Regions from separate parts of the Mus musculus genome. Here all the other regions are linked to region 1. The links are chromatin contacts, called in public Hi-C maps. All regions are on one chromosome and are shown on one strand. The core of a region is the stretch at or near the end of the contact, and the rest is flanking DNA. Distances in the headings are between cores, read along the strand shown.

Evidence for each region. A called contact is a pair of places that touch in the nucleus more often than the background predicts.
Region 2: a contact with region 1 is called in a Hi-C map of bone marrow-derived macrophages, with 2.7 times the contacts expected there. The contact joins two enhancer-like sites. A contact is called at or near these places in 9 of 484 Hi-C or Micro-C datasets (LSK cells, bone marrow-derived macrophages, cortical neurons and 3 more).
Region 3: a Hi-C map of pancreatic cancer cells shows a contact between it and region 1, with 7 times the contacts expected there. The contact joins two enhancer-like sites. A contact is called at or near these places in 3 of 39 promoter capture datasets (embryonic stem cells, hippocampal neurons and stem cell-derived epiblast-like cells), 36 of 484 Hi-C or Micro-C datasets (the G1E-ER4 cell line, LSK cells, Sertoli cells and 13 more) and 2 of 115 datasets of contacts at active chromatin or transcription factors (embryonic stem cells and pancreatic cancer cells).

The regions. Positions count from the first base shown.
Region 1 is chr3:36,494,229-36,497,098 of GRCm38.p6, reverse strand. No RefSeq gene overlaps it. Among named protein-coding and RNA genes, the nearest start is that of Gm11548, 11 kb to the left of the region's middle. Within about 2 kb of position 1,523, at least 71 of the 459 cell types and tissues checked have an H3K27ac peak or open chromatin away from gene starts, as enhancers often do. A contact at or near this core is called in bone marrow-derived macrophages, embryonic fibroblasts and pancreatic cancer cells, where this site is marked.
Region 2 is chr3:36,317,396-36,320,265 of GRCm38.p6, reverse strand. No RefSeq gene overlaps it. Among named protein-coding and RNA genes, the nearest start is that of Gm42208, 40 kb to the right of the region's middle. Within about 2 kb of position 1,460, at least 10 of the 459 cell types and tissues checked have an H3K27ac peak or open chromatin away from gene starts, as enhancers often do. A contact at or near this core is called in bone marrow-derived macrophages, where this site is marked.
Region 3 is chr3:36,339,487-36,342,356 of GRCm38.p6, reverse strand. No RefSeq gene overlaps it. Among named protein-coding and RNA genes, the nearest start is that of Gm42208, 62 kb to the right of the region's middle. Within about 2 kb of position 1,391, at least 39 of the 459 cell types and tissues checked have an H3K27ac peak or open chromatin away from gene starts, as enhancers often do. A contact at or near this core is called in embryonic fibroblasts and pancreatic cancer cells, where this site is marked.

The DNA of each region.
Region 1 (2,870 bases), core at 274-2,773:
TGTGTGTGTGTGTATGTGTGTTAGGAAGCTCCACTTGTCTTCAGGGAATCATGCATCAGGGATGCGGTAGGTTATAAAAGGAATCTGAGTCATGACTCTATGAAGCCGCTTGGGGGCGGCATCTCGCCGCTGTCTCTTGCAGACGTGGCAAAGCTGTGGGCCCCAAAGTCGCAAAAGCTCTTCAGAAAAGTCTGAGAAGCCAGTTCAGCTTCGGGCTTTCGGGCTTTCTCTGCCTGAGCCTCTTCCGTCCTGGTGAACGCTTCAGTCCTGAATCCTGGGTCTGAAACAGCTTTGTCCACAGCAGGCTGTCTCCAAACCTGGGCAGAGGACTATTCTAGCAATTCCGTGCACAAGGGTAGGCATCAATGTTCACCCAGGACAGGCGGCTGGAAGTGACTACCCACTAACTCAAGCAGAAAGTCTTAGTATGGAAAGTCTCTTATTTAGTAGCAATAAATAATGCCTTTCCTACTGGGATCCAGGACCCAGCTAAAAAAATTTGTCTCTCTGCCAGGCCAAAACCCACCTGAAAGGCTAAGCCTGAGAAAGTCACTAAACTCTGTCTTAGCGGCTCTTCTTGGCACTGGCCTTCTTCACTGGCAACCAAAGCTGCCAAGTAACGCAGTGTTCCCAACATTAGGCCCGGGACCAAAAGTCTTTCCTTAAAGGATACCCCTGCCCCTTGAGAAAAACGGAACATCTAATTCTATCTGGGCGCGCGGGGAGCAGTCTCTAAATGTGAGCATTCATGAAGTAGAACGTTATAATTTGTTTGTTTTTGCAGATCCCTTGAGGGCAGTGAATGAAAACACGGGCATGGTCCCTTCTAGGTATGGTTGAGAGAAGGTTTTTATTGTAGATAGGAGGGAGAGAAGAGCCAGAGGCATCTGGACGAGTACGGATGGACGGAACATGGCCAGCAGAGAGGAGAGATGGGAGGGAGAGAAGAGAGGAAGAAGAAGAAGAAGAAGAAGAAGAAGAAGAAGAAGAAGAAGAAGAAGAAGAAGAAGAAGAAGAAGAAGAAGAAGAAGAAGAAAGAGAGAGAGAGAGAGAGACAAGAGAGGGGACCAGGAGAAGAAGAAGAACCAAGAGGCCAAGAGTCCAAAGGGTAACCAAGAAAGCCAGAGGTCAAAATGGGTGGGTTATATAGAAACAAGAACAATGATGCTCAGAGGCTGGAGAGGTTTGGGGCGGGAGGTAGGGGGTGGTACTGAGAGATGCTGAGAGAGCCTGGCCACTAGCATCCGCTTTTGCGAGCTAAATAGGCATTTCAGTTAGCCTTTTGTCCTGAGTTTCTCTGAGACCTAACAGGCAGGAGCCATCAGAGAACTGCGCAGGCCTGAAAGACGACTCAGGTCCCTTGCACACACTGAAGTGAGACTTCTGTGAGTTGATTCTCTTACACACTTCAGACAGAGTCCGCCAGGTGGCGCTGCTTCCTGCTTCCTATCAATTGAGGCGCTTCTCCAGCCAAGAGAGGTCACAGCCCTGGGATAACAGCACAAAGCTGACGTGATTCATATCAGGCAGTTAGCAAATGTCCAGCCATGATTGCTGCTGTTGTCATTACTAAATAAAAGATAGCTAAGGAATCATTAGCTATTGGTCCTGTGCCACCTCCAGGGAGGAGGTACAGGCATTACAAGTAGCTCAGCTCAGGATATTAAATTAGCCATTAGCTCAGGATTTTAAAAGCGAAACCATTACTTTTCGGCACCCTTGACCTGCCTATTTTCCGGCCAACCTGACTTTGCCAATATATTGTGAAGCAAGATGGAGGTCACCACCACAGGGCTAAGCTTCTGACATGGAAATATTGATCACTTTGGTTTGGGTCCAGGGTAAGCTGAAAGAAAGTCTCCAGACATTGCTGGTTGTCTAATAGAAAATGCAGCTTCCCAGATAGTCAGCTTTGGCAGGACTGGCATTGAGGCTGGGTACTTTCTCCTTGTCTGGGGCCACAAGCAGTTTCCCCTCACACAACTCTGATGAAAGTTAAAAACGCCTGGGTATTTTTTTGTCTACTTAATAAATGATCTGTGACTAACGGTGGGCTATAATATATTGAGGCCCCCTCACTTCTGTTTTGTAGCTGGATGTAGTACAATTTTGATGGAAACTGCTAGGGGAGATTTTATGCATTGGTATTTTATTATGGCTGTATAATATCTAATAATGGTTTGGCTTATAGTCTTTTTAAAAAGAAATTGTATTCTGTACCTCACAGAAGTAATTCCAGCACGTCTGCTGGTGGCTGGAGGAAACCCTAACAAGCACATGGTTTGGTGAGTCACTGTTCCTGGCCCCTCAGCAGTAACACAGGCTGAATTGGGTGCTACCCCAGGAAACTTTGTTTTATTAATTTATTCTCTCATATATAACATCCCAACCACAATGTCCCCTCACTCCTCTCCTCTCAGCCCCCTGCCCTGCCACCTCTTTCCTTCTCATCCACTCCTCCTCCATTACCTTTCAGAATGGCGCAGTCCTCCCAGGGATATCAACCAAACATGGCATATTAAGTTATAATATGACTAGGCAACTCTCTTTATAATAAGACTGGACAGGGCAATGCAGTAGGAGGACGGGGTTCTAAAGGCAGCAAAAGCATCATAAACAACCCCTGCTCCCTCTGTTAGGAGTCCCACAAAAACACCAAGCTAAAATAACTAATACACACACACACACACACACACACACACACACACACACACACACACACAGAAAGGCTAAATAACAAGGAGGGCTCAGGAGGGGATGCACGGATCTCCCTGGGAAGGGAAAATAGAATAGATGTTGTGGTGGACTGAGGGCAGGTGGGCACAGGAACAGGAAAGAGCCTGATTGGGTCTAACCCAGGCCTCTAGGAA
Region 2 (2,870 bases), core at 211-2,710, 180 kb after region 1:
GAAAGTGAGTGGTTAACTCCATAATGTCATACCACTGTTGTACTGCTGGCATGTATTGAATGGTGGGTCTGTATTGTAGCATGCAGAATCCAGGGCTGGGCATGTCTTGCCTGGTGGGTCTGTATTGTAGCGTACAGAGTCCAGTGCTGTTGGTGATTTCCCTCCCCTAGCCACCTTCCAGCATTATGAAAGCTATTCATCAGGTAGGAGTTCCTGGTCACTTTGAGATTGATTTCTGGAAAATTATTGATATTCAGAGGGTGTAATGTGGGCTTCTTAATATTTAAAGTATTTTCCCATGAGAAAACTAAACTGCTTTTAATTTTCTACTTAGTGATCATTGAGTGAATTCTTCTGAAATGTTTTGAGCAATGACATTTTAGAACTGATTCTTTTAGAGTGTTTTAAAGTATGCTGTATGTTCAATGTCAAGAGGAAAGATAAATAATAGAAAACGAAAGAGAACGCTGCTTCTGCTTTTTTGTTTATTTAAAGACGGAGTAATGGGTAGGGAGGGAGATGGCTCAGTGCTTACTGTGCAAGAGTGAGGGACCTGAGTTTTAATCTCTAGAACCCACATAAAGCCAGGCACAGTAGTGTGTCTATAATTGCAGTATTCCTATGGTAAAATGAGAGGCAGAGCAAAGAGGATCAGTGGACACTCGTGCCCAGATAGCCTGGTGTATGACTGAGGGACAACAGAGAGACCCTGTCTTAGAAAAGCTAAATGGTGAGGATAGACACCCACATTTGTCTTCTGACTTCCATATGTATCCCTGCATTCAGACACATGTGTGCACACACACAGGTGCTCACGCATGCATGCTATACATATACATATCATACATACACATCCATACACACGCATGCATGCTTGCACACATGTATATATGCACACAATATGCTATATATATGCATATATATACATATATATGTATATACACACATCACATACACACAAATAAAAAATTAAACTGGTAATATTTAATTGCACAGATGCACCAAAAAATCTTCATTTACTCATCTGTGATTGTTTGAATGCAGTGGCTTCTGGGTCTACTATTAGCACATAAATTTAATTTCCTTTAGATACGTGGCCAAACTAGTTTTACATTTTTTGAGAAGCTTCTATATAGTTTTCCATACTGGCAGGAGTTGTATCCATGTAACCAACAAGATACAAGTGAACCTATGTCTGCATCCTGACCAACACTGGTCTCTTTTGTGACTTTGATAATAGCTATTCTAACAGGTAAGAGGTCTTGCTGTGGTCATTTACATTTTCTTAGTGATACTTAAAGAGTGTAGCACCTTTTTTTATATAACTGTCAGCTATTTGTCTTAATTTTTAATTATCTCTTGAGATTGTAGTATAATTACATCATTTCCCCTTTCACTTGCTTCCCTTTAACTGCCTCCCATATATGCTCCTTACTCTTTTTAAGTTTATGGTCTCATTTCCTCTTTTTACAATGTGTGTGTGTGTGTGTGTGTGTGGTGTGTGCATGCATGTGATGTGTGTGTGTGAGAGAGAAAGGAGGGGGAGGGGGAGGGAGAGACCTTGAAAGACTGTGCAATGTTACCTGTGTTACTTGTATTCTTATGTTTTCAGGGCTGACCATTGTGTATTGGATATAACTGAGCTCTTATCATCCCAGGGGAAGACGATTTCTCCCATTCCCAGCATTTCTTCTTTACCCATAGTTCCCTGCCTAGGGCTGAAGCTTTGTAAGCTTTTCCACTTCCACCTTGCTAGATCTATTGAACTTGTCTGTGTTCAGGTCATGTTTAGGCAGCCGTGCTGGTGAGACTTTCTGTATCTAGCTTCTCTGACATTTCCACATGACGCTATCTCACAGGGACCTTCCTATTCTGGCTCTCACAGTCTTTCTAGCCTCTCTTCTGCAATGATTCCTGAGCCCTGGGTGCAGGAGTTGTGTTATAGATGTAGATTGGGACTAGGCTCCCACAGCTCTTCATTGGATTGGCTGTGATTTTCTGTAGTGGTCTCTGTCTGTTGCAAATAGAAGTTTTCTTGATGAAGAAAATAAGATAGATTATCTGTGAGTACAAGGATAAATATTTAGAATGTAGTTAACATTATGCTGGTTTTAAAAAGTAGTGGTTGTAGGTTCTCCTCCAAGATCCATGACCTCCTTAGCGTTGAGTAGTTGTCTAGGTTTCTAATACTAGGCTAGCTCTCTCTGTTATTGAATAGGCCTTAAGTACAATTAGAAAGCTGTTGGTTGCCAGCAAGGTGTGTATACCCTTGGTGTTATTGTGACATGCTAGCCATATATATATATATATATATATATATATACATATATATATATATATATATATTATATATTATATATATATATATATTGGTTTTTAATAACTATCATAGCTGGGTAGGACTATTGGTTTTTCCTTTCTTTGGATTCTTGCATAGAGCCTTCTGATATCATGATAGCTAGTCCTCTGGCTTTTGGGTCTGAAGTGTAGGATGCCTTCAGTGATAGGACTTAGCTTCCACCTCTTGGTCCTCTGGGTCCTGGGTCTGAAGTGTAGGATCCCTTCAGTGATAGGGACTTAGCTTCTACCTCTTGGGGTTGGAGGGACAGTAATAGTCTATAACCTTTTGAATGTGTCTTGAACAACCCTGACCAAGAATTCAAAAATGGGGTTCCTATGTCTGGTGTTGGGGGGTTTGTTACATAGTCTTGGGAGAAACATTTCCCAGACGGGAAAATATGGTTTAAATAAACCATATATTTATATGTATACACAGACTTACATTTATTATAGGTATTTTTAATTAGATGGATAGTAATATAATTTCTTATAAATTTTTTCAGGCATCCTTACTATTATCTTTCCTTCCC
Region 3 (2,870 bases), core at 142-2,641, 150 kb after region 1:
CGAAGCTAGGTGGGTAAGGATTCGGCGGTGACAAACAGAAACAAACACAGACACACTTTGAATCTGAGTGTATTTTGCAGCTCTCAAGCAAGGGATTTTATATATTAAAAAACTAGACATTACATCTCTTAGAATCTGTATCCAGCGAAACAATCACAAATACCAACAAAAATCATTTGGCACAGTAAAGCACAAAAATCTTCTAAGCATTACAACTCTGAAACTATGTGTTCAGTGAATCACAAACAGAACAGGTAACATCATTATTAATATAAATCATCAAAACATAACAATTCCAAAAGGATGAATTTAGTGGGGCTAGTGGCATATTTCCAAGCAGGTTAATAGATCTTTATGGTCAGTGCTCTTAACCGCTGAGCTACCTCTCCAGCCCCATATGGTCAGCTATTATTTAACAGCTAATGCCTGATTTTCTATAAATCTTCAGCACATAAATTTAAACTATTTTAATTCTTTCTAATTAAGGCTTTCTTTACCACATACCAAAACCCACCTCCGATGACACACGTGCAGCCATATGAAATTGTATTGTTGGTAAAGTTTTTTTTTTATCTATCATTATAGTGTTGTAAATGATTTAAAAAGTAAAGCATTGGTTTCCCCGGGGCTAAGGCCATGTTAGTGACCCCATCTCAAGAGATGGTTTCTTACCCATTATTGCCCTAGGCTACCAGGAACATGTAAATAAGGAAAGGCATAGGAGAAAACAAAACAGATAGATTGCCATGAGAACTACGGCGCAATAATTTTTCTCCAGCGAGGTTCCAGGAGGCCTCCCCCTTTCGAGATCAACCGCCTCAGTCTGTGGAACTTGTCACACACATCCTACTGGAGGTGGTTGGGCAATGTAGTTTGCCTTCCTTCCTTCCACCACTGGTCTTCAGTAGTTTCAGGGCACCTGCTCTGTTGTGCCCAGGGAGAGAACATTTCTAAGTGGTTTCACTTGGGCAGGATGCCCTGAGGACTTGGTTCAGGCATTCTTTTTTTCAAACGAATTTGCATTTTTACAAGCTGAGGTTCTAGATATGCGAAGTCTTACCCTGCAAGAGCTTTTCTCAGTGTGTAGATGCTGCTCTCGAAGAGCAGGTCTCTTCAGTGATAACAGCGACTCTGTCCACACTTCTTACTACATTGTGCTCTTTGCCCACATGTGTGATTTTCACGTGTGTGTGCATGACATGTTTGTGGGGGAGGGTTAGAGCATAATTTGTGGGAGTCAGTTCTCTCTTTCCTAGAACCGTGTGGGCTCTGGAGCATAAACTCAAGTCCACAGGCTTGGCAGGCAGCCAGTTCCTTTTCCTGCTCAGCCTCTCACCAGCCCCCATATTGTGAATCAGAGAGTGGTGAGCAATGGTTATGTCACAGCCTGGATGTTTAGCTGTTTTGAAATGTCCTCCACCAACCAACTTAGTCCATTCCTTTGAATTCAGCCTTAAACAATTTTTCAGAAAAATAGGCGGAAAACACAGCCAGATTCATTGCCAGAATGTAGCATTAATGCCTCTCATTCAACTCACAGTGAGTGCCCCTCCCCAATCTCACGAGCCTGGCTTCGGCTGTCCATATTTCTACTGACATTCTGGTCGGAACACCAGCCAGAACATCCCACTAAGCTCTTGTTATGAAATTATAGGGCTATATTACCTACAGCTTCAAACTCCTGCACACCATTCCTCTTAGTGTCTCTTCAGTCCAGGTAGAGTATGGGAGGGAATAGCCTTTAGGATATCTTAACTGGCCAACACCTTCACCTTCACCTTCACCTTCACCTTCACCTTCACCTTCACCTTCACCTTCACCTTCACCTTCACCTAGCCACTCACTCTTGGGATGGCCTAGCTCTCATTCAGATGAGGCAGTGTGTTGTTCTTTAACGTTCTGTAGTTATTGGTATGTTCTGTAGCTAAGGTTTAGGGTGGTGTGTGATAAACAATGGTGGCTGAAACAGGTTTTATTGTTGTTTATTTGCTTGCTTGGTTGTTTAGGTTGTTTTGTATACAACACACACACACACACACACACACACACACACACACACACATGTTTTGGAGACAGATGCCCCTTGGCAAATGACTTTGTGTACTTCCTTCATGGTACAGGCCTTGGAAACTCAAAAGCCAGGTGATTCCTTTCTTCCTCAAATTGTTGTGGAGAATGGCATTTGTCATAGCAACAAAAAGCAAACTAGGACAGGGTAAGTGCATAAAAATATAATTGATAGTAAAAGTGAAACTCTGTAACTTCAAAATGACTATTTTAACTGTATAAAAGTTCAAACAAGATATATAGTCTTTGGGTCTGACTAATCTGTGATTTTTTTTTAATTTGTAAGTTATTTACAATAAAGTTTTAATTAAAAGAAAAATGTGACCTTAGGTACCTGTGTATGGTCATAAACAATCTATAAATCAGCTCTATGTGGTTTCACAGCAGGAATCTCCACATATGGGGTGGGTGCTGTATTCATCTCATGGTTTGATAGAGTGCGTGACGACAGCTCATGGAGATGGAGTGCTGTTGCAACATTTTAAGGAGAAAGTTGCCTTAAAAACTTATGAGTCTTTTATTTATGTGAAATAAGTGAAGGAGAGACCTCACAGCTAATGAAGAATAGTGGCCAGTGGGCAAGGGTGGGCAAAACGTGGAGACTCGAGTGTCAACCATTAGAAGCTGGAAACCGAGGATGGGCTGTTTTAGTTTTCTTAAGGAAATATTTGTTGAGCGACTCTTTATCACTTTGTTTAATCCTCACACAACTCTGTAGGGCAAGCAGGTAGTAATTGCATAATTTACAGACTGCAAAGACCTCAGATATAGGAGAGTTTGAGATATTTAAGAAAATAGGCATC